Linked DNA regions of Mus musculus: all the other regions are linked to region 3. A link is a contact called in public ChIA-PET, Hi-C and promoter capture Hi-C data. All regions are on one chromosome and are shown on one strand. The core of a region is the stretch at or near the end of the contact, and the rest is flanking DNA. Distances in the headings are between cores, read along the strand shown. Region 1 holds the start of Vps11 (VPS11, CORVET/HOPS core subunit). Region 2 holds the start of Dpagt1 (dolichyl-phosphate (UDP-N-acetylglucosamine) acetylglucosaminephosphotransferase 1 (GlcNAc-1-P transferase)). Region 3 holds the start of Kmt2a (lysine (K)-specific methyltransferase 2A). Region 4 holds the start of Hinfp (histone H4 transcription factor).

Region 1 (6,101 bases), core at 2,946-5,445, 520 kb before region 3:
TTTTAAAAATAAAATAAACAACACATTTTCCAGTAAAAATAGCTAACTAAGGCGTCTGGAGAGATAGTTCAGTGGTTAAGAGCACTGACTGCTTTTCCAGAGGTCCTCAATTCAAATTCCAGCAACCACATGGTGGCTCACAACCATCTGTAATTGGGTCCAATGCCCTCTTCTGGTATGTCTGAAGACAGTGACAATGTACTCACATATATAAAATAAATATATCTTTAAAAAAAAATTAGCAACTAAATCTAGGTGGAAGAACAATCTACATAAAATTCAAGTGACAAGCCAGGCAGTGGTGGTGCACGCCTTTAATCCCAGCATTTGGGAGGCAGAGGCAGGTGGATTTCTGAGTTTGACCGAGGACAGCCTGGTCTACAGAGTGAGTTCCAGGACAGCCAGGGCTAAACAGAGAAACCCTGTCTCGAAAAAGAAACAAACAAACAACAACAACAACAACAAAAACCCCTCAAGTGACAGACTAGCTGGATCGAGGCTTAGGATTTTAGAAAACGATAGTTCTGGGGAATAAGTCAGTCCTCTCCTTTTCCCTCTTTCCTTTTCCCTCTTTCCTTTTCCCTGGAGTCTTACTTGGGAGAAACTTTCCGGTCACGGGAGACAATGACAAGGTAGCCTCTAAACCAGTGCACGATGAGCTTATGGCCCTCAAAGGCAAAGCAGGGTCCACGTTCATCAGGCTGGTAAAGGTAGACACACTCATCCCCAGCAACAATGAACTGCAGGTCTTGAGAAGGGTCGCTCAGGGCTGAACAGCGCAGGCCACAACCATGGGTGTCCAACTCCACACGAGGGTAGTCCTTTCCAGAAACTATATAAGACTGCCAAAGGGAAGAAGTTAGCAGGCTCCCTTTGAAGAGGCAGCCTTCATACCGACCAACATTCCCACTTCCCTGCTGACTCTTACTGGTTTTCCACTTGGCATTTCTATCTCTCCTGGCCACTTGCCTTCTCCATCACTATCACCTAGCCATTAGATGAATGTACTGGGGGCCATATTCTCTTTCTTTTTTTTTTTTTTTTTTTTTTTTTTTTAAGATTTATTTATTTATTATATGTAAGTACACTGTAGCTGTCTTCAGACACACCAGAAGAGGGCGTCAGATCTTATTACAGATGGTTGTGAGCCACCATGTGGTTGCTGGGATTTGAACTCTGGACCTTCGGAAGAGCAGTCGGGTGCTCTTACCCACTGAGCCATCTCACCAGCCCTCTCTTTCTTTTATACTATCAGAAGCTATCAGCAGAATCCTGCAAGTTAAAAACTGCATCGGTTCTTTGCTGGTTATCAAAAGTGTGGTCCTAGGTTGGGAAGGCAGTTCCCACCAGTGTGACCACAGTAAACAGGGGGTTCGGGGCTTGATCCTTCGGGCCAAACACTTTCCAAAGGCAGCTCACAACCACCTGTAACTCCAGGAACTACCAGGAACCGGAGAGCTAAAGCTCTTTGTCTAACTGTGCCTGACAAGGGAGAGTCACATTATGCTATTACAGGCACAGAGTCATTTTCCTAAGTCTACCTCTTAGTCTCCTATATGAAGAAATAAAATAATAAACTGGGAAAACAAAGTGCTATAATTTAAAAACTGTAGGACTCTCCAACCTCGCCTGTTGGTTCCCTTGGGCATGACCTTGATGATACCTGAACATTTTCAGTTGTCACGACAAACAAGTGGGTGGTCTTTCCTGCTTGGCGAAAGGCCAGCCCAGTAACGGGATAGTTGCCCTTGTGCAAAATCTGCGTCTTGCTGTGCCGGTCCCGGGTAATATCTCCCTTGTTCAGGGTGACACTGCCATCTGTGAACCCTGAAAAACAGAAAACAGTGGCAGCACGTATCAACTGCAGAGACCACGTCAAAGAAAATGTATTTAAAAATCTAGGAATGGGAGCTGGAGAAGAGGCTCAGTGGTTAAGAGCACTGGCTGCTTTTCCAGAGGACCCAGGTTCAATTCCCAGCGCCCACATGGCAGCTCACAACTGCCTGTAACTCCAGTTCTGGGGAACCTAACACCATCACACAGACATATGTATAAGCAAAACACCAATGTACATAAAATAAAAATAAGTCATTTTTTAAAAAATCTAGGAATGCGTTTTTTCCTCCTTTCAGCATACCAATGGCCATAAAGTTGAGATTCTCATGGACCGTCAAACAAGACACAACAGTTGGCTCTGTCCCTGGGATGGCAGGGAAAATCCGGGTGCAGAGTGGATTGCCACCGTCTCTCTTTTCCAGGTTCCAGATCTTTACCTAGAGACAGACCACAGACATGTGAAAGTTAGTTTCCCTCCAACCAAAAACCATTCCTCGGGCTTCTGGATTTTTCTTTTCTGGGACTTACCAGAGGGTTAATACCCTCTTCATCCTCACCAACCGATGCCAGAATATTGTGCTGCTTCAGCTGATATAAGTGTGTCACCCGTAGTTTGTAGGCCTGGAACCCTGTAAGCTGTAGAGAACGTGGCAAGAACCAGATCTGGCCTTCCATATGTGCAGGGTGGTCAAGGTGCCTCTTTTCCAAGGAGTGACGTGACCCTCCCCCACCTCGTCTACAGCTGCATATTCTATGCATTAATAGTACAAGGAGGAATTAAAATATCTTAGGAGAAGCCAGGGCTGGAGACATAGCACACAACTGACACTTCCTTAGCACACACAAGGCCCTGGGTTAGATATCTAGCACCATATATAACTGGGTGCAGAGGCACATGTTTGTAATCTTAGAACTCCAGAGGTAAAGGTAAGAAGGTTAGAAGTCATCCTTGGCTAAATGGGATCTTGTGTTATAAATTTAAAAAAGAAAGAAGGAAATGAAACACACACATGCACTTGTAATCTTAAGAGAGATTACATTCACATAATTTCAATTACAGGATATTATTATAATTGTCCTGTTTTAGTATTATTGTTGCTAATTTCTTACTGCACCTTATTTAAAAATTAAAAGTATGATCAGTGTGTTGTCACTGACTTAGCAACTTTTAATTTACAATCCTACAAAAGTGACAAGCAGCAGAAATTCTACTTTGAGGGCTGAGGGGCAGAGCATGTAAGAAGAAAGCATAATTGACAAGTTTCCAGAGCTAGTAATATGGGTAAGATACTCCTTTGAGGATAGCCCTTAATCCCAGTGATCTGGAGCCAAGAGATGGGCGTGAGTTCAAGACCAGCCTAGTCTACACATTGAGACCCTGTCCAAGATGTTGAAAAAGATACTCTCTTGTGATGCTGGGCACATTTAGCTCCCGGTCAGCAATGGAATCAGAAGGGAACATTGATATAGTATAGTTATAGTGTACTCTGTTGCTATTTAGACTGGTAGACTAGGCAAGATAAATGCATTTTTGGCTTGTATAACTTTCCATTTATGATGGATCTGCCTGGATGTAAACCTATCTTAAGTTGAGGAATGAGCGTCTCTGAAAGGAAAAAGTAGCCCCTATGTAGTTTGTAACTACCAGTGGCTTGAGACCTCAGCTGGGGTCTGACTGTACATCCCAAGGGCTTCCCCACATAGCTCATAGCTCGTGAACAAAGCAAACAAAGTCCTTATCTATCTACCTCCTCGCCTACAATATTAGACAGGGACTGTAACACCTCACACACACTCACAATCAAACACACACACACACACACACACACACACACACATATTTTAAAGGCAAGTTGCGTCTATTTGCGAGGGGGCCGATCTTAACCTTTGTCAAACTGGCATTAACAACCTTTTTCCAGTAAAGGAACCTGAAGCCGAGAGTTAAATGACTTGCTCAGGACTGCTCAGTTGACAAGTGAGAAAATGAACTTCCTTCTTTCTCCCATCAGCCCACAAAAGACATCTGGGCTCGCGTCTAACTGCGAGCACGCAAAACGCCACTGACAGATTGCATTCGCTGTAGAAACTCGTCCGGCGTGCGCTGAGGAAAGAAACACCTCCGAAAGAAGGATATCTCCAAAGACCAGGCTCCCGCGGCCTGAGTCGCAGACAGTGATGCCAGGAGGGAGGCAAAGGAACTTGGAAGCAGCGGATCCCGACACAGGCGCGGCACCGGGAGCAGCCCCATCATTACCCAGCGGCTCCTTCACCAGCTCCTTCTCGAAGAAAACGAAACGCCGCCACTGCAGGTAGGCCGCCATCTTGCCGAAGGCCCCCGCCTCCGGAAGCGAAATCACGTGAACCGAAAGGCGAGTCATGTGACAGTGGGGAGCATGCGCACAAAAGGCTTGCTGCTCGGGACTGAGAGGTGGGGCGTGCTCCGTAGCTCCTTAATGCTCTTTTGATCTTGTTAGGACTGACAACGTCCTTCAAGAGAGTGGTGGCGCGATTCGAGGTCCGCATGCCCTCCACAGAGAGGCGGTGTCTCAAAACTCAATACTCTGTTCGATGCAGAGAATAATGTTTTGGGAAGCTATCTAATTCATCAGCTTTTTAATTTTGCAAAATAAAGCTGTAATTAAGTGCCACCTTTTTAAAAGTAGTTAATAGACTGCCCGATCAAATCCAAAGCTTTTTAGATGTATAAAACTTTATAGGGGGCTGGAGAGATGGCTCAGTGGTTAAGAGCACCGACTGCTCTTCCAGAGGTCCTGAGTTCAATTCCCAGCAACCACATGGTGGCTCACAACCATCTGTAATGAGATCTGACGCCCTCTTCTGGTGTGTGAGAAGACAGCTATAGTGTACTCATATACATTGGGTAAATAAATATATCTTAAAAAAACAAAACAAGGGCTGGAGAGATGGCTCAGAGGTTAAGAGCACTGACTGCTCTTCCAAAGGTCCCGAGTTCAATTCCCAGCAACCACATGGTGGCTCACAACCATCTGTAATAAGATCTGACGCCCTCTTCTGGTGTGTCTGAAGACAGCTACAGTGTACTTACATATAATAAATAAATTAAAAAAACAAAACAAAACAAAAAAAACTTTATAGGGCTGAAGAGATAGCTCAGCGGTTAAGAGCACTGACTGCTCTTCTGAAAGTCCCGAGTTCAAATCCTAGCAACCACATGGTGGCTCACAACCATCTGTAATGGGATCTGATGCCCTCTTCTGGTGTGTCTGAAGACAGCTACAGTGTACTTAGATATAATACTAAACAAAACTTTATAAGTAAAATTATGCTATCAAGAAGCAACTAGAGCCGGGTGGTGGTGGCGCACGCCTTTAATCCCAGCACTTGGGAGGCAGAGACAGGCAGATTTCTGAGTTCGAGACCAGCCTGGTCTACAGACAGAGTGAGTTCCAGGACAGCCAGGGCTACACAGAGAAACACTGTCTCGAAAAAAACAAAAACAAAAACAAAAACAAAAAAGAAGCAGCTAGATGGACAGTATGTACTTTCTGTGCAGATCTCTATAGAAAATCCACCACTGTATACCAGTCAGAAAGTTTACTCTAACCAAGAAAGTCTTGAGGTTTTTGTTTGTTTGTGGTGACAATGGGGGACAGACAAATCAATAAAATGCTCAGTCACTGATGAGGATTTCACACATTTTGTGAATTCTAGCTTGCTGTGCTTAAGTTTGTTTGTTTGTTTTTAAACCTGTCAGAGATATTTTAGGTCATAAATGGAAGAAAGCAAGTATATGAAACCGGTTTTTCAACTGCTGGAAAAAATTTAAAAAAAGTTTGGTCCTGCCCCCGACACAGTTTGAATCAACCTTGTGTATTATATTCTGTTCTGCTTCAGAGTGTATAACTTCTCATACACCCAATCCATGTTTGCTGAGGTGCAAAATGCAACTCCTAAGACCCTGTTAACCTTCTTATCCTTCCTATAGAGGAAGAGGCAAGCAAAGACCAGGGAGTGGCAGCTTTGAGAGTAGAGTGATTTTAATAAGTCAAGGTCTTCCATAGCTGTCCAACCGGCTCTGTGTAGAAACAGCTCTGTGTCCTGTGTCCTGTTTGTGTGTCAGGGGGAACCATGAAGTTTGTGTCAAAAGAAGCATTGTGAAGAAAGTGACAATGATATCAAGGTGACATCTTGTTCACTGAGACTGATTTAGTGAATTTTGTTATCTAGGCAGATGTCCCTTCTCTCACCACTCTGTGTGTGACTGTGGCCTTCCTGTAGCATGT
Region 2 (6,242 bases), core at 1,837-4,336, 550 kb before region 3:
CTCTTCCAGAGGTCCTGAGTTCAATTCCCAGTAACCACATAGTGGCTCACAACCATCTATCCTGGGATCTGATGCCCTCTTCTGGCATGCAGGTGTACATACAGATAGAGCACTCATTTACATAAAATAAATCTTAAAAAAAAAAAAAAAAAAAAAAAAGCCGGGCGGTGGTGGGGCAAGCCTTTAATCCCAGCACTCAGGAGGCAAAGCAGGTGGATTTCTGAGTTCGAGGCCAGCCTGGTCTACAAAGTGAGTTCCAGGACAGCCAGGGCTATAAAGAAAAACCCTGTCTCGAATTTATATATATATATATATATATATATATATATATATATATATATATAAAGTAAAAAATTAAATTAAAAAAAAGAAGGACCAGGACTCTAGGTGTGATGATGTGTATAATACAGGGAGAGGCAGGAGGATTGCCACAAGTTCATGCTCAAGCTGCTCTAAATCGTGAGTTCTAGACCAGTCAAGTGGCCACTACAACTCTCTACATTATTTTCCACTTCTCAAAAATCGTGTCAGCCCAAAGGACTGGGCAATGTTAGGTTTTACTTCCAGTTGATGACTTTTGGTAGTCAGAATGAAAGTAGAGATGGCAGAGGGGAAAGACAGGGCCACAGGTAGGCCTTGCCTCAGACTTTGCAGAGCTCTCTCACGGTCCTTTTACACTGCCGGAAACGCATCTGAGCTAGGCTTTGTCAGGCAGTTGATTTAATAGTAGGTTGGCCTTGCTTGCTGGGAGGCACTCAAGACTGCTGAGTTGTGTGCTCTCTACTCGGCACAGGGAAAACAGGACAACTCAGCAGATTCGGGAGTTCCAGAGACACCACTTCAGGATTCAGGCCCATGCTTTCAACCATTACCAGGAAAGCCACAACATTCCAAGTGAGCCAGGTGGAGCACTATCGCCCCGGAAGCAAAATGATTCAGATTATATGACAAATATCCACATATCCTCTTCTGATGGACCAGACACATAAATCCCTAGTGCCTGGTCTTTAAACAAGTTCTCACCCCTCCTAGGTGGCTGGTGGATGAGATAGTGGTCTCTGAGAAGAAAGAAACAAAGAGATTTTAGGGCTTTAAGCCAGCTTGGAAAAGAAGCTTGATTAGAATTGGCCTCCAAATAAAAATAATAGTAATAAAAAAATAAATAAAGATACAGACTGTCCCTCACACCTCCAGGGAGTCTCAGCTACTCCTGATCAACAGGATAGCTGAATGCTCCCTCCTCTGGGGATTTCATTAGCTCCTCCCCCCCACCTGCTCTGTGTAGCTCAGCCTCCCAGTTTGGAAGACCCTTCCCCTCCAACTATGGAAATGTTGTGAGCTAATATCCCTCCCTCCCTTCCTCCCTCTCACATCCGCGTGCACTCCAATCCCTCTCTCTCTTTTTTTTTTTTTTACTCACTCATCATGCATGATGATGCCTGGTACACAGGTCTCTTTGTGTCCTATGCCTCAGGGGACACCAGAGGAGAGGAAAACATTTGCCTCCCTGATGTTGGCTTGCATGTGTTACACATACAAGAAAAACAAAACTTACTATACTATCCAGTAAAGTGTATTTGGGACATAGATGGGGCTTTTAATGTTAATAAGAGCCATCTCCAAGTTGAATGGACATTGAATACCTGACTTTCAGAAAAAGGAACCTAAGAAGTTCTTCTTCTTCTTCTTCTTTTTTTTTTTTTTTTTTTTTTTTTTTTTGGTTTTTCGAGACAGGGTTTCTCTGTGTAGCCCTGGCTGTCCTGGAACTCACTCTGTAGACCAGGCTGGCCTTGAACTCAGAAATCCACCTGCCTCTGCCTCCCAAGTGCTGGGATTAAAGGCGTGGGCCACCACCACCCGGCTTTTTTTTTTTTTTTTTTAGATTTATTATATGTAAGTACACTGTAGCTGTCTTCAGACACACCAGAGGAGGGCGTCAGATCTCATTACGGATGGTTGTGAGCCACCATGTGGTTGCTGGGATTTGAACTCAGGACCTTCGGAAGAGCAGACTTAACCACTGAGCCTACTCTCCAGCCCTTAAGAAATTCTTTGACCTAAGTAGTGTCAACTTCACCCTGATTCTAGGAGTATGCTGTAATTCAAAAGGGGATGGACAAAACGCCATGTTATTGTCAACTCCCTAACTCTCTGTGGTGGATTCCTCTCTGAGGAAAACATTTGCCACCTAAGGGATCAATATTCCAGTGAACTGCTGTACTACTAGCGTGTACAGGTGTCAAAAGGCAAGTAAGTGACTGGGAGGAAGAAACTTGACTGGGAGGAAACCCACAAGCTCACTGGAGGTATGGACAAGCTCTCCTGCCTCGTTAGTTATTTGCAATGCGTCGGTTTCTGTCTATTTGGAAAGCGTTGGCACAGTGCTGTGATCCAACATCAAGTTTTAATCCCTGCTTTAATCGAAGACCTGAAAGCTCAAACAGTTTCCTCCTGGCGAAATGCAGCGGTAGGTTGCCCAGCAACAAACTGCTATAGTGGAGGCAGAAGGTGGGTGGGTTGTGGGAAAAGTACCTGGATCATGAACAAGAAAAAGGGCGGGAGGGGCTTTTCGAGTGTCTGAGCTTCCCAGGTTTTAAAAACCCTCCAGATTGTTCCTGAGTTTCTGGAACCAGTGTTTACGTCGGCAACAGTTTTCCTGCAAAGAGCGGGTGTGCTTCCACACTCTCATTCTTCCTGACCACGGCCAGCTCTCAGTAGCCATATTTCCAGCCCCAGGGCATCCCAGACTAAGCTCAGGCTGCTAGCCCTTTAAACCCGACCTGCGAGGGAGACGACGTGGAACCACAGAACTAGCGGTGTCAGCCACGTGGTACGAGGAAGCGTTCATGTTGGAACTGGGCAAAGCCTATTTCCACTCTGAGCTGCACAATATGATTGTTTCGAGAGTATCCACGTTCTTGTATTTTCTTCAGTTGAGTTTTCAAAAACGCTAATGGTACCACTCCTTTAGAACTAAAGCTTTGTTTAAAATAACACTACCGGTCCGGCTACAGTGCCCGTTTTAAAAATGGTGCTTCGGTCTTCAGCAGCGATAGTTCTTTCGCAATTAAGATCCGGGTGGAAACAATGGGTAGGTGCAGCGGGGCAGAGCCGAGGTTGCTTCCTAAGAGCTTCTTGCTGGTCAGGAGGGAGGGTCAGGTCCTAGCGTCCTAGCTGGGTTTTGTTCCCGCTGGCGCCGGAATCCTCTGCGGGTTGGGAGCCGCACTGCCGGCTGCCGAGGCCACGGGATTGTTCCTGGCTTACCAGTTAGCTGAGTAGGCGGCGGGGCGGCGGCCACCGGAGGGTCACCATGTGGGCCTTCCCGGAGTTGCCCCTGCCGCTGCCGCTGCTGGTGAATTTGATCGGCTCGCTGTTGGGATTCGTGGCTACAGTCACCCTCATCCCTGCCTTCCGTAGCCACTTTATCGCCGCGCGCCTCTGTGGCCAGGACCTCAACAAGCTCAGCCAGCAGCAGATGTGAGTAACCGCACGCGAGTGTCCTGGGTTGGGGGGGGGGGGGGCAGGATTGTGCAGAACAGGGGCAAGGACTGAGATGCTTGGCTTTGCACTAGCCGGAAAGCTAACCTAGGCACCCAGAACTCTGGGAGGTCATTAAAGTTGTCTATCCTTGGGAAGGACGGAATGGAACTGTTGGGTGTCAGGAGTTGTAGAGGGGTAGGTATCCTTTGCCCTGTGCACGCTCTCCCTACTCCCCAACAAACAAAATCCTGAGAAGGCCACTTTGGTTTACTGGGACCCCTACTATTGTGAGTGACCACGCCCCTTTCTTCTTCCTCCTCCACCCTTTCCCGCTGGGCCGCAGCCCAGAGTCCCAGGGAGTGATCAGCGGTGCTGTTTTCCTTATCATCCTCTTCTGCTTCATCCCTTTCCCCTTCCTGAACTGCTTCGTGGAGGAGCAGTGTAAGGCATTCCCCCACCATGAAGTAAGTGCACCAGTGGGGAAGTTATTAGCGGGCTGGCTGGGGCCGGGCACTTGAGTTGGGGTTATTTGGATTTGGGAAAAGGATGCTTGTGGCCACAACCATAGAGACAGGAATTCTTGGACTGGTGATATAGCTCGGTGGTAGAGCGCTTTCTCAGTATGTGAGTATGTGCAAGGACCCGGCGTTCAATCACCAACTCCGAAAAAAAAAATGGAAAAGACAGGAATTCTTGACAGAGTAGAAGTAGGTGTGAGTCATTACGTGCCCACTTCTCCCCCAGTTTGTGGCCCTAATAGGTGCCCTCCTTGCCATCTGCTGCATGATCTTCCTGGGGTTTGCTGATGATGTCCTCAATCTCCGCTGGCGCCACAAGCTGCTGCTGCCCACAGCTGCCTCACTACCTCTCCTCATGGTCTACTTCACAAACTTTGGCAATACAACCATCGTGGTGCCCAAGCCCTTCCGCTGGATTCTGGGCCTGCATTTGGACTTGGGTGAGTAACCTTGCCACTACTGCCCCTGTGGCACCTACTTTCTGGTACCCTTGCCTCTGAGGTCCCAATAGAGGACCCCTCCTGGTGGTCCATATCCCCATCAACCATTTCTTTTCTGTCCTTGTATCTACTTTCTCTCTTTTCCCTCCTTCTTCCCTATCTCTTATTTCCTTCCTGTTTCAAGGAAGTCATGCTTGCACTAAGACTTATTATCAAAGCTTTTCCTGTCTCTGTTTTGTATTTAAAACAAAAACAAAAACAAAAAAACAAAACAGGGTCATAGGGCTGATGAGATGGCTTAGCGGGTAAGAGCACTGACTGCTCTTCCGAAGGTTTGGAGTTCAAATCCCAGCAATCACATGGTGGCTCACAACCACCTGTAATGAGATCTGACACCATCTTCTGGTGTGTCTGAAGACAGCTACAGTGTACTTATCTTTGGGCCATAGCAAGCAGGGACTGAGGGAACAGGGTTGACCTGAGAGAGCAGAGGTCCTAAGTTCAATTCCCAACAACCAGATGAAGGCTCACAACTATCTGTACAGCTACAGTGTATACATAAAATAACAAATACATATACATAAAAATAAATAAATCTTTAAAAAACAAAACAAACAGGGTCACACACTAAATTGCCTTGAACTTATTTAGCCCTGGCAGGCCTTAAACAGGTAATCCTCCTGTCCCAGCCTTCCAAGTAGTTAGAATTATAGGCCTGAGCTACTAGACCTTGCCTATTTGGATCCTTTCTGGTGTTCCATTCATCTTGTGCTTTGTTCTGTTAACAAACAAATCCAAATCCTACTCCTCGCTGTGTCCCCCAGGGATCCTGTACTACGTCTACATGGGGCTGCTTGCAGTGTTCTGTACCAATGCCATCAACATCCTGGCGGGCATTAATGGCCTAGAGGCCGGTCAGTCACTAGTCATCTCTGCTTCTATCATTGTCTTCAACCTGGTGGAACTGGAAGGTAGGTGAGATTGGGGAGAAGGAGAAGTCTGGGTGTTAAGGGAATTGCCTGGTATGACTCTAGAGAGTTTCTTGTGTGTGTGTAAGGGGTGGGGAATGACAAGACAACAGTGATTTTAGAATGGGAGCTATTTACTTTGTACACAGCAATAAGGAATTAAGCATGAGAAACAAAAGCATTAATGCTATCATGTATAGCTTGATGGTCATGAATAGCTAGACCAATTCTTTCTTTCTTTTTTTTTTTTTTTTTTCTTTTTGGTTTTTCGAGACAGGGTTTCTCTGTGTAGCCCTGGCCGTCCTGGAACTCATTCTGTAGACCAGGCTGGCCTCGAACGCAGAAATCTGCCTGCCTCTGCCTCCCAAGTGCTGGGATTAAAGGCATGTGCCACCACTACCCGGCGACCAATTATTTCTATTGGGCATAAATAGCTTCACAGAACCCCAGCAACAGGTACGATCACTCTCTGACCATAGTGGGGAAAGACTCTTGCCTTCCTAACCCTGTCTGATTACAGATAGACCCAGAACACTTAGCAATATAAAAATGACCACAATCCCGCAGCTAACATGAGAGGGTACAGCTTTTTTCAAATAACAATTTAGTTCTTCCTGCTTCCTTTTGTTTTGTTATTTTGAGACAGTCTTGCCATGTAACCCTGGCTAGCCTCAAACTTATGATCATCCTATCTGTCTCCTAAGGGCTGGAATTGCAGGCCTGCACCACCACACCTGGCTTCCTCCTACTCTTAAAAAAAAAAAAAGTTAAGTTATTCATGTATTTGGCCTTCTGTGCTCCCAGTTTGGAGCACATGTCTACTTCCTTTCATCCCT
Region 3 (5,490 bases), core at 2,171-4,670:
CCCTGGTTTACCATGAATGACACATAACTCTTGGCCCATGCTAGACAGCCTCAAACTACCAGACGGAAAGCTTACCAACAGCTCATTCAAGCCCAGTTCAGGAAAAAAAAAAAAAAAAGTAACACTGGAACCTGACGCAAGGAGTCAAGCACTCCGCTCTCTATGAAACAGTGACTACCACCCAGCACAGGTTTTAAAGCGACAACCTCCCCGGTACTCTCGATCTCACTTTTTTTTTTGCAGGAGCTGGGATTCCCGACCAAGCTTTACACCCCTAACTCCCAGTAAGGCAAACCGAAGAACTAGCTCACAACCCTCTCATAACACTGACAGGTAAGAAACTGTTAGTACCTGAATACAACTTTACTGGTACTCTGTCAAAGGCCAACAGATGAAATATTCTGATGCCCAGACCATTAGGTCCCTGAATCCAGGTCTGTCTGTCTGTCTGTCTGTCTCTCTCTCTCTCTCTCTCTCTCTGTCTGTCTCTCCCTAACCAGTCTCTGGAAAAGTTATGATTGGAAGCTGCCGGCTTTGCTTTTGAGTATGTGATAAGAACATTTAGAACTCGAACACATGGTCCTTCAATACAAAATGCATGAGTATGCCAAGCAACAGAATGCTGCCGGCTCAGGAATCCCCTTAAAGCAGACCAACTTCTAACAGACTTTCTTATTTTACTCAAACAGACACAGGACCAGAATTCTACATATAACGAGTCAAGTCTCAGTTTTGAAAATATGCAGATGAATATGTCGATGTAAGGGGTGGTTTGGTTTGTTTTTGCTGCTGTACCTTTAAAGAAAAAAAAAAAAAAAAAAGCAAAATCAACTCACATTTAAGCACCAACTCCATGCAAGTAACCTGACCAGCTCAGCCTTTATGTCATGTATGAGGCCTTTGGTTCTCCAACTACCTGGGATCTGTGTTGTCAGCTTAAAAAATACAGAATTGGCCTTTCAAAAATCATAACAATAATCTACAGCAACCAGTCAATACTCGCAAATAACCCTGTTTACAGCAGCTGCCTTCTGAAGGCTGGAAAAAGGGGGTGGAGGCAGAGGGAAGAGAGGCAGGGAAAGAGGATGCTGGAGCTAGCAAGCTATATAGCAAGGAACACGCCCCCATCATGTCCTCCTTACTCTGTCAGAGGCGGTTGTTGTCAGTCTCCTGAGCCAGCTGCCTTAGAAACAATTTTTAAAAGGAGGCTGGAAGACTAAAAACTTAAAAAAAAAAAAAAAAAAGACCAGCTCCTTGAAAGGAGAGGCAGGGGTCCCTAGGATTCCCCACCCCCGTCCAAGGCCTTTGCTAAATCTAAAGGGGTGTGGGGCATAGTGGGGCACAAGGGGTTTGCCCAGGATATTTTGTGTGCCCCAACGGCAGTGCACGCAGGAAACGGCTGGTTGCTATCTTTCCCTTTCTGTTTCAATCAACAGCTCCAGAGCAGCAAACCCCTACCCCCCCTTCACTTCAGCCCCTGGCAGCTGCTCTTCCTCCCCCTAGAATCCCCCATTACATTCCCCCCCCCCCCTTCCCCTGCGATTCAAACTGCCCTTTCTGCATCCAATGGAAAACAAATGCGCATAGCCATTGACTGAACCTGAACTCAACTTCCCTTCCCAGGGCAACTTTCCTTTTTGCTGAAAAAGGCTGAATTCCGTTCATCGGAGCATCCCGGTTCTCAGCCTTTACCTCATCCACCTTGAGTCTCCCACTAGGAATCGCAGAAAGACTAACTTGGCTTCATAACCCTCCTCTTTCTCCCAACCCAAAGCATCAACAACCAACGCCACCACACTAAGGCAAAACTGTCCTTTTATCTACTCTCATTCCAACCCGGCTTTCCTCCACCCCCTTCCAAGACCCAGGATTGGCCTAGGAAAAGGTGGATCAATAATGAAATGACGAGAAAAAGAGAAGGGCGGGAGGGAGCCAGGGCCAGAGGCTGCAAGCTCTCAGGCGCAGTGGGTGGGGTAAGAGAGCAGCTGCTTCCCTTGGGAGGATGCAGTCCTAGTTCCCCCACAAACATCACCCCTCACCGGGGCCCCCTTTCTCAAGAGCTGGAGAGAAACCCTGCTCCTCTCAAGGAGAATGCTAGAAAGTAGCTCTGCTCCAAGCCTAGGGGAACACTGGACCATTTTCCCTCGAACACACCTCTGGTCCTTCCTCTAAAGGAGGGAAAGGGGTGGAGTTGGAGGTAAATCCCTGACACCAGCAGCCTAGGAAACGTAGCCCTGGAAGATGAGGAAAGAGACAACGCTGGGGAGAGCACTGTTATCTTCGCAGGAGAGATGAGAACGACAAGGTAGAGAGAAAGCTTTCCCCGAGGGGTAGGGCGGAACGAGGAGGCCTGGTGTGCAGGAGGTGGGAGTGGGCTGGTGGTAGAGGTGAGACAAGGGGGAGTGACTGGCAAGGTGAAGACCTGGCTGGGGAGGGAGGGAGGGTTGGTCAGGTTTTCAGAAGCAAGGTGCAGGAAGGGACCTGGATTTCCCAAGGGCCAGGATAAGAACCTGGCTCTGGATGAAGCCACCACCCGAGAGATGTCCAAGGGGGAAGACTGCCCTAGGAGTAACACATCTGCCCAGGGAAGGAGGCGGAGATGTGGCGGGATCAGGTCTCTGGCAGAGGGAGGGAGGAATCTGGCTCGGATGAGGTAATCTGTGAAAGGGAGGAGGGGTTCAGTCCCGGGATGGGAAACCCCCGCAAGGGGGTCTGTGCCAAGGGATTTGGGGAAGGGTCCAGGGGAAGAAGGCGGGACGGGGGCTAAAGGCCCTCAACTAGAAGGGTCTGAGCCCTCGGGTAAGGGCGCCTGGGGGTCTGCAGCCCATAACGGGGGTCCTGAGATGGGAGGGCCATTTGCCCCACGTTAGGGACCCCAGGATGTTTCCAGAATTGGGATGCTCCTCAGACCTGCATGGGGGAGGGGAGGGGTTCTTCAGAGGGTCGAGACCCCGGACCTTGGGGTTCCTCGCCCCCTTACCTCTCCGCTGCCGCCTCCCCCGCCGCTCTCCCCAAACACTGCCCGGAACCGGCGCAGGTTGGTGCCGATGGCGGCCGAGACCTGCAGCGCCGCGTCGAAGCCCGGGCCCACCCGGAGCAGGGCCGGCCCTGAGGAGGCTGAGGACGATGACGAAGACGAAGACGAGGCGGACGACGAAGAGGCTGCTGAGGCGGCGGCCGCTCCCCCTGGAACCCCAGCCCCGCTGCTTCCCGCCGCCGCCGCCGCCACCGCCGGGGGGGAGGGGGGCGCCCCGGGGCCGCCACCGCCGGCCTGGGGCCCGGGGGGAAGCAGCAAGGCCGGGACGCGTTGCCGCGGGGCGCCCCCTAGGCCCCGGCGCCCCCCGCCGCCGCCGCCCCCGGTGGTCCCGGGTCGGGCGGGGAAGCGCCACCGACAGCTGTGCGCCATGTTCGCCCCGTAAGTGAAGCAGCGAGAGGGAGAGGCGACAACACAGGGGGGCGGGGAGGCGGAGGGGGGGGAGCGGCGGGCCCCGGAACCTGCCTAACCCGCCTGGCGCCGCCCAGATGGCCGTACCCCGCGGCCCGCTATGCCGAGCGCCGGGTGGCGCCCGCCTGCCCTGCAATCTGCATATGAGCCTCTGGCCTCCGCCTCCGCCGCCCGGAGGCCGCTGCTCTATGCCGAGCCCCGGGCCCGGCTCCTCCCGCCCGGCAACCTGGATAAGTGCATGCCCCGCCCTCCGGGAGCGGCAGCGCCAGGGAAGATGAGGGGGGGAAGGAAGCCCTGGAGCCCGGAGCGGAGGCGGGTTCCGGGGAGAGGGGGGAGGGGGCGAGGGCGGCGGGAGGATGGAGGCGGAGGGAGCGGGTGGCCCGCAGCCGAGAGAGCCGAGAAGCCGATTACACACGTTCCCGGGACGCGCAGGGACTTGAGCGGCCCAGGAGAACCGCTTCCAGTGCGGCGCGGCTGCTGGGTCCCCGGAGGAGCGAGCCTTCTCCGCCGCTTTGGAGAGCGGCGGGCTTAGCCCTTATGGAACGCTTCTAGAATCCAGAAAGCTCCATTGTACTCCATGCAAAACCCAAGCGTCGCCCAATTGATTCTATGCAAAATGGCAAGGCTCTCGGCGAACGCGCCTTAAAAAAATAAAATCCAATAAAAGAGGAGCCCCTCCCATCTTCACGCTTGGAGCTCTTTCCAAAATCCACACAACCGTGTGGTCGGCCTCTGCCACCTCCTCGCTCCACTGTGCGCTGGAGGGAGGTGAGGGGCTTCTGGTTTCCGTGCCCTTCTCCGGAGTTGGGGTGTGTTTTCCCAGTCCAGGCGTTGGAGCCACAGCGTGCGCTCCGCAAACGACCTGGCGTTACAACGGAGCTGAAACTGGGTGGCTAACGGACAGGGCCTGGAGGGAAGAGGCGGGCAAAGGCGCCCCGCCCCTTCTTCCTCCGCTTCCAGCCTGCCGCTGCATGCAAAGCAGACCCTAATGTATGCACACGGAGGGAGGGGGCTCGCCAGCACATTTCTCATGATTGGGAGGGGGGGGGTTTGAAGCCCGGCGTAGGGCATTATGATACACAGGGTTAGCAAGCCGAGAGGGAGGGAAGAGGGGTAGGGCAGTGCCGGGGGTTGATGGTGGGGTGAATATCCACGGGATTTACTTTATTGCAGGAAATGGGAGACGGCGCCTCCAGCGAGGCGTTAGAAGCCTGCGGGGATGGAAAAGCCAAGGAGGGAGGGAGAGATTGCTGCCCGAAGAATTTGCCTTGGCTGAGGCTTAGGGATCGATACACTGCCTGCAGACCCGGAGCAGCCTCCATCTCCCCCAACCCCCAGCCGAGGTGGAGTTCGCAGGAAGGTCATGCAGCCGTCCAGGTCTCCCGCACCGGTACCCGGCGCTGCTCTAACCAGGACCTCCCCGGGTGGCAGATTTGGGAACGACAGGGTGGTTCATAGTAAGGCAGGTAGCAACCAGCTCCAGCCCACTGGAGGGTGTACTGCACGCCTCCAGAGGTCCACGGCCTCCTGGTGCTGAAAAATCTACGTCCTTCCTACGGAGAGACGTCTGTGCCTGAGGAGAAAATGGGGAGGGGGGGGGGGGAGCGAGGAAAGGAACAGAGAAGGGGAGGAGACATAGTCAAGCCCCAACTCCCCAAACTCGTCCGGGATCGATCATCGTTCCAACCACGCAGGATGGAGCCCAGATGGTTTGCAAAACGCACATTCACACTACGCACGCACAACCAGATTCCGTTGTTGCTTCTCGTGGCTTACTAGGCGCCGAGAGGATGGGAGCTGCGAAAGGGTATTAAACAGCAGCCCCAAGACTCTGCTTAGGACATAACACACCCCATTGTGGACGGTTTCTCTATTGCAATGTATTTTTGCGTTAGGCTCTGGGGTTTTGCTTCAGTATAGCTGCTCTGATCAGTTACAGATTGGCGACCACGTGGATTCCCTCAAGCATCCTGATTTGTTCCCTCTCTCACTCTCTCTCGTTTATTTTTCTTTTGTATTTGCCGCCCCCCTTCTTTAATATGCAT
Region 4 (5,426 bases), core at 2,019-4,518, 580 kb before region 3:
CCCTTACCAAGTGGGTCCTCTTCCTCTTCTTCCTTAGAGCCATGCATGTGCTGCTGCAGGTGCTGAGTGACATGGTCGAAGAACTCCTCCATGGCCGAGCACACAAAGGAGCAGGACCCCCACTCACACTGGAGCCCCAGGTTCTCCTTCCGGGGAACTTTTCCAGGAGGCGACATGGCCTTTACCTTAGAGGAAGAGGAAGAAATCCAGAGTTGTAAGACTGTATTCCAGGGCTGCTGGAGGCAGACGCAGGCGAGCAGCCCACTGAGAGCCAGCAGGTATTTTTCGGTATCTCGAGTTTTTGGGTTTGTTTTGTTTTTCAGTAGGGATGGACCAGCAGTTTCTCAAGCTCTACAGGCTGTCTGGCTTCCTGGAAAGAGAGAATAATACTGAGCGTGGGCCAAGCACTAAGCTAAGGATGTTAACAGACATTTTCTCATATAGCTTCTGAGCATATTCCCATGGGAGACAGAACAATGCTCAGTTTCAAAGAAAGGCACCAAAGTTAAATCCCAGATCCCACTGCCTACCGCCTACCGCATGTGAGGTCTTGGCCAAATTGGGGATAACAAAACTTTTTGTTTGGAATATCACACTTACTGTATATATAGCACTATTTTGTTGAATGGAGATGGAGAGAAGGCTCTGGTTAGGAGCCCAGACAACTCTTCTAAGGGATCTAGGTTAGACTGCCAACAACCATATGGCTGCTACAACCATCTATAACACCAGCTCCAGGAGATGAAACACATTTTTCTGCCCTGAGAGCACTGCAGGCATGTTATGTGACCTCCATACAGGTAAAACACCCATACACATTAAAGTAAAAATAAATCTCAAGGGGCTGGAGATATGACTCAGTGGTTAAGAGCTCTGGCTGCTCTTCCAGAGAATGTGGGTTCAGTTCCCAGCTCCCATATAGTAGCTTACAACTGTCTGTAATTCCAACTCCAGAGGATCCAATATTCTCACACAGACTTTTGTTCGTGAAAAACACCATTGCATGGGAAAGAAAAAAAAATGATCAAGTTTTTTAAAAAGCCCTCACAAAAATACTATTTTGTTCTTGTTTTGGTTATTTTTGGTACTGAGGACGGAATCTAGGACCTTATAAATAGTATTTGGGACAGGGTTTCCCTAATTGACCCAGGTGGGCCTTAAACTTACTCTGAGGTCTGTCTACTGTGCTGCAATCCTCCTGCCTCAGACTCCCAAGTAGCTGAAATTACAAGTTTGAGCCACCACACTCAGCCATGGTAAACACTCTGTGTGTGTGTGTGTGTGTGTGTGTGTGTGTGTGTGTGTGTGTGTGTGTTTGGAAGTCAACTGGAAGGGACCCATGGTTCCTCAAGAATCAACCATCTGAGGGCTTTGTTTGCTTTTGATAGAGTCTCTCCTTGCCCTGGAGCTCACTGAGTAGGCTGACCAGTGAGCTCCGAGGAGACTCCTGTCTCTACTTCCCAACAGGATCACAAACATTCATGGGCCTTTTTACAAGATGGGGTCTCTCTGGCTGCCTTGAAGCAAGCTATGTAGACCACGCTGGCCTTGACCCATCCATCTCTGCTTTTCAAATGCTAGGATTAAATGCCTGTGCCACCACTCCCAGCCATTGGACTCTTTGCTTTTTTAATGTGGGCTCTGCAGATCAAACCAAGGGCCTCCCGAGGTTTGTGAAGCAAGTACTTTACTGAGCCACCTCTAGCCTCATATTAAGCATTTTATTTGCATCATGTTATTAGTAACACTATGAGGCAGGCATCATTTAAACCTCATTTATAGATAAGCTGAAGCTGAGCCCAAAGTTCATATTCTTATTTCATATAGCCTACATGACCCTGAAGCATTCTACTCCTTACTGGATTACGTTAAATTTTCCGTCAGGCATTCAATACCATAATTTGTCTTTGCTTTGCCCACACAATACTAGATCCCACTACTCCTTTAACGTTAAAATGTAGATTCCATTTGACTGAAGGAGCCCTGTTTACACTCCAGTGTCTATACTTTACTAAACATTTTTAAGAATATAATAAGCTGGGCGTGGTGGTGCACGCCTTTAATCCCAGCACTCGGGAGGCAGAGGCAGGCGGATTTCTGAGTTTAAGGCTAGCCTGGTCTACAAAGTGAGTTCCAGGACAGCCAGGGCTACACAGACAAACCCTGTCTCTAAAAACAAAACAAAACAAAAGTATATAATAAGTATGTAGTTTAAAAGAACGAGAACAAAGTGAAAGGTTGATGCAAAATTTCTAGGAGGGACATTAAAGGGACAATTCTGCAGAAGTGAGATGGCTCAGTGGGGGAAAGCAGCTCTTGTCACACTAGCCTGACAACCTGAATATGACCCCAGGAACCCCACCACCACCATTCACTCACATATGCTCACACCACTAATCAAGTGGTGGGGAACAGGGTGGCGTTGCCAGTCTTTGAGACAGGATCTCTTGAGAATTTCAGGACAGCCAGAGCCACAAAGTTAAGATGGTCTCACAAAAAAGAAAGCCACCACGGACATCACATTATGTCTAAGGGTGTATCTGTCTGAAGAGGAAGTCAGAAGGATGGAGAAGGAAAATAAAACGAAACTCCTTAGTTTTGTGATCTTAAATTACTTAAGCCATATGGGCCTAATGCACTACTGAGGCTCACTAAGGGTTTGCTACATCTAGCCTTGTTTCTGAGTGTTAATTAGGGGATGGAGAAGCATCCAACCCCCCCAGGATCCTTACCTGACATTTCATCACTAGTCAAAGTACAAAACCATCCCATCAACAATTATCAGGAGAGTATATACTCTATCGCCAGGCACCAATGAACTCTGAGCCACAATCCAGAAGAAAGGCCCAGGTCCTAAACAAGGACTCACAGACCAGGATCTGACGGCTGAACCCCGCAACCAATCCAAGGCGCAGGACCAGGGAGATCGGGACACGAAAAGGCCGGTGGGCAGCCTCGCCTGGGCGCTGAGGCCGGAGGATAGGTAGCTAGAACTCAGAGGAAGTAGCCCATCCGGGAGAGCTTCCCGGGATCCCCGGCGTCAAGCGTGGTGCCGAGGGAGTCCAGCCGCAGAGACCCCCTAGCCCGAGGGCGCGGAGGCTAAGGGCCGGCACGGACGCCACACCGAGCGGCTCCAGGAAGCCCGGCCTTCCGCAGGCTCCGGAGAGAGCCGCTTTAGCCGCCAAGGTACGGGAGCCGCAAGCCTCCACTCACCTGCCAGCGCCGCTGGTTTGCCCAGCGCCCCACCCACCTCACACCATCTACCCCGAGGCGTTTGAGCGACGACCAGCGACAGCCAATCGCCGCTCTCGAGTCGACCGACAGCCAATGGCCGCTGCGTCTGTCAGAGCCCGTGCGCACCAAAACACGGAAGAGGCGGGAATCGTCCCGGAGAGGGCTCCGAGTCCCAAGGGGGAGAGTGAGGGACGACCGGATGTGGCTGAAGTTCGCGTCACCTTCAAAAGTGGGTTGGGCCTGCTCCCGACTGTGCGCAGGCGGGAAGCTTTGAGGCTTGAATTCCCACTACTGCGCAAACTCGCGCCGACCACCCACTGGGCATGCGCCTAGTTTGGCCGGCCTTGTCTGTCATCTTCCTCACGGTGTTTGTAGTTCGGTTAGTTGTCTAGGTAGTTCGCCTACACTGGGGCACCACCTTCATCTTTGATTTTCTTAAGTCTTCTCTGTTTTATGTACCGTACCCCAGGTTGACCTTGGACTCACAGAGACCCACCTGCCTAAGTGCGCCACCTCACCAAGTTTAAGGGATACTGGGGGATTCATTCAAGGGTTTCTGCTTGCTAGACAAATGCTCTACCAACAGACACACACACACCAGCCCCGGAGTCTACTTTTTTTTTTTTTCTTTTTTCTTTTTTTTTTTTTTTTTTTGGTTTTTTCGAGACAGGGTTTCTCTGTGTAGCCCTGGCTGTCCTGGAACTCAGAAATCTGCCTGCCTCTGCCTCCCAAGTGCTGGGATTAAAGGCGTGCACCACCACGCCCGGCCGAAGTCTACTTTCTTTAACACGTGATCATCCATATTCCTCTATCTTCACTTCCATTCTGTTCGACGAATGACACCCATTCCAGAACTCCACACTCATTTAACATGCCCCAGTGCTTAATTTCTCTACAAGACATCCTTCACAGAGCCCAGCAAAGTGATCTTTAACAAAACCAGACTCGATCAAGTCAGAATTCTGTGTAAAATATTCAAAGGCGTTCTGTTGCCTTCAGTACAATGGCCCCAAACCAAATGGAGAATTTCCAAACGCCAGCATCTGGGTGCTGCCTACCTCAAATCCTATCTTGCGTCTTGGACCTCATTTCCTGCACCTCAGACACAAATTTCAGTTTCCCCACCACACTGTGCCTCCTTTTACTTCCCATGTGTCCACTTGTTTTCCCCTGAAAGTCTCCCCTTCCCACTTCCCATTACGTAACTAGCCATTCTTGTGTTTTCAATGGAGACGGTCCTTTGCCTGAGAATTGACTCTTCTTATTATGATATATTGTATTTGTGCTTACTACTGTGCAGTCTACACTACCCAGTGAGAAAGACCAGTTGCGCCTATTTCTTCGTTTTTATAAACCAGTCACAGTCACACAATCCAGTGAAGGAAATTCAGAATTTAAAATTGCCATGCTCAAGCCAGGCGTGGTAGTGCATGCCTTTAATCCCAGCACTCGAGGGGCAGAGGCAGTCGGATTTCTGAGTTCGAGGCCAGCCTGGTCTATAAAGTGAGTTCCAGGACAGCCAGGGCTACACAGAGAAACCCTGTCTCGAAAAAAAAAAAAATGCCATGTGCGGCGGCACATAATTTCACTCCTAGCACTCCAGAGGAAGCGGCAGGTGGACCTCTGAGTTTAAGGCCAATCTGGTTTACATAGTGAGTCCTGGACCACCCAAGGTTAGACAGGGAGAGAGACCTCCCCTCCGAAAACAAAATACAGCCAACCACCACAATGAGCTTGGTGTGGTGACACATACACACTTGTACTCCCAGGGGAGGGGCAGGGGAAGGGGAGGCAGGAAGGAGGATCATAAAACCTGAGGGCAGTTTCCGGGAGCTGGTACTATATAGTAGGTGACAAGACAGCCTGGGCTAGAGACACTTCCTCAAAAATCATTTTGTCTGTGTCCTATGTAAATAAAAGTTTAGAGACAACATAAAAATAGGTCAAGTTGAGCCAGGTGTTCACAGGCCTGTAAACCCAAATCTGCTGCAGCTGTGGAGGCAGAAAGATCCTACAGGCAATGTCTCGAGAAAGAGAATGTAGCTGTGGTCATGATACCTCACTTCTATAATCCTGTGTAGGCCTGGCTGGCCTTGAACTCACAGAGCTCTGCCTGCCTCTGCCTTCCGAGTGCTGGGATTAAAGGCATGCACCACTACAACTAGCTACGATTTACTTCTTTAATGTCTACA

The links. Promoter capture Hi-C pulls out the DNA fragments that hold promoters and counts their contacts. Hi-C and Micro-C count contacts between places; a contact is called where the count stands out from the background. ChIA-PET counts read pairs in DNA pulled down with a chosen protein or histone mark.
Region 1: a contact with region 3 is called in an RNA polymerase II ChIA-PET map of effector CD8 T cells, with 21 read pairs. The contact joins the promoter of Vps11 here to the promoter of Kmt2a in region 3. A contact is called at or near these places in 2 of 115 datasets of contacts at active chromatin or transcription factors (effector CD8 T cells and thymic regulatory T cells) and 1 of 9 other capture datasets (liver).
Region 2: a contact with region 3 is called in a promoter capture Hi-C map of liver, with 4 times the contacts expected there. The contact joins the promoter of Dpagt1 here to the promoter of Kmt2a in region 3. A contact is called at or near these places in 6 of 39 promoter capture datasets (the 3T3-L1 cell line, the C10 cell line, cranial neural crest and 2 more), 2 of 115 datasets of contacts at active chromatin or transcription factors (microglia and thymic regulatory T cells) and 3 of 9 other capture datasets (adipose tissue, liver and pancreatic islet).
Region 4: a contact with region 3 is called in a Hi-C map of muscle stem cells, with 2.0 times the contacts expected there. The contact joins the promoter of Hinfp here to the promoter of Kmt2a in region 3. A contact is called at or near these places in 2 of 39 promoter capture datasets (liver and pre-B cells), 1 of 484 Hi-C or Micro-C datasets (muscle stem cells) and 1 of 115 datasets of contacts at active chromatin or transcription factors (microglia).

Annotation. Positions count from the first base shown.
Region 1 is chr9:44,357,475-44,363,575 of GRCm38.p6, forward strand. Vps11 (VPS11, CORVET/HOPS core subunit) reads right to left here and starts at 4,196. Exons shown (of 16, transcript NM_027889.2): 1 at 3,971-4,196; 2 at 2,365-2,513; 3 at 2,138-2,273; 4 at 1,664-1,827; 5 at 595-842. The coding sequence starts at 4,157.
Region 2 is chr9:44,323,729-44,329,970 of GRCm38.p6, forward strand. It overlaps Dpagt1 (dolichyl-phosphate (UDP-N-acetylglucosamine) acetylglucosaminephosphotransferase 1 (GlcNAc-1-P transferase)), which reads left to right and starts at 3,087. Exons shown (of 9, transcript NM_007875.3): 1 at 3,087-3,477; 2 at 3,824-3,944; 3 at 4,225-4,438; 4 at 5,263-5,409. The coding sequence starts at 3,311.
Region 3 is chr9:44,877,869-44,883,358 of GRCm38.p6, forward strand. Kmt2a (lysine (K)-specific methyltransferase 2A) reads right to left here and starts at 3,421. Exons shown (of 36, transcript NM_001357549.2): 1 at 2,981-3,421. The coding sequence starts at 3,406. Gm39326 (a long non-coding RNA gene) reads left to right here. Exons shown (of 4, transcript XR_870694.3): 1 at 1-760; 2 at 1,624-4,835.
Region 4 is chr9:44,302,403-44,307,828 of GRCm38.p6, forward strand. It overlaps Hinfp (histone H4 transcription factor), which reads right to left and starts at 3,269. Exons shown (of 10, transcript NM_172162.3): 1 at 3,214-3,269; 2 at 8-185. The coding sequence starts at 176.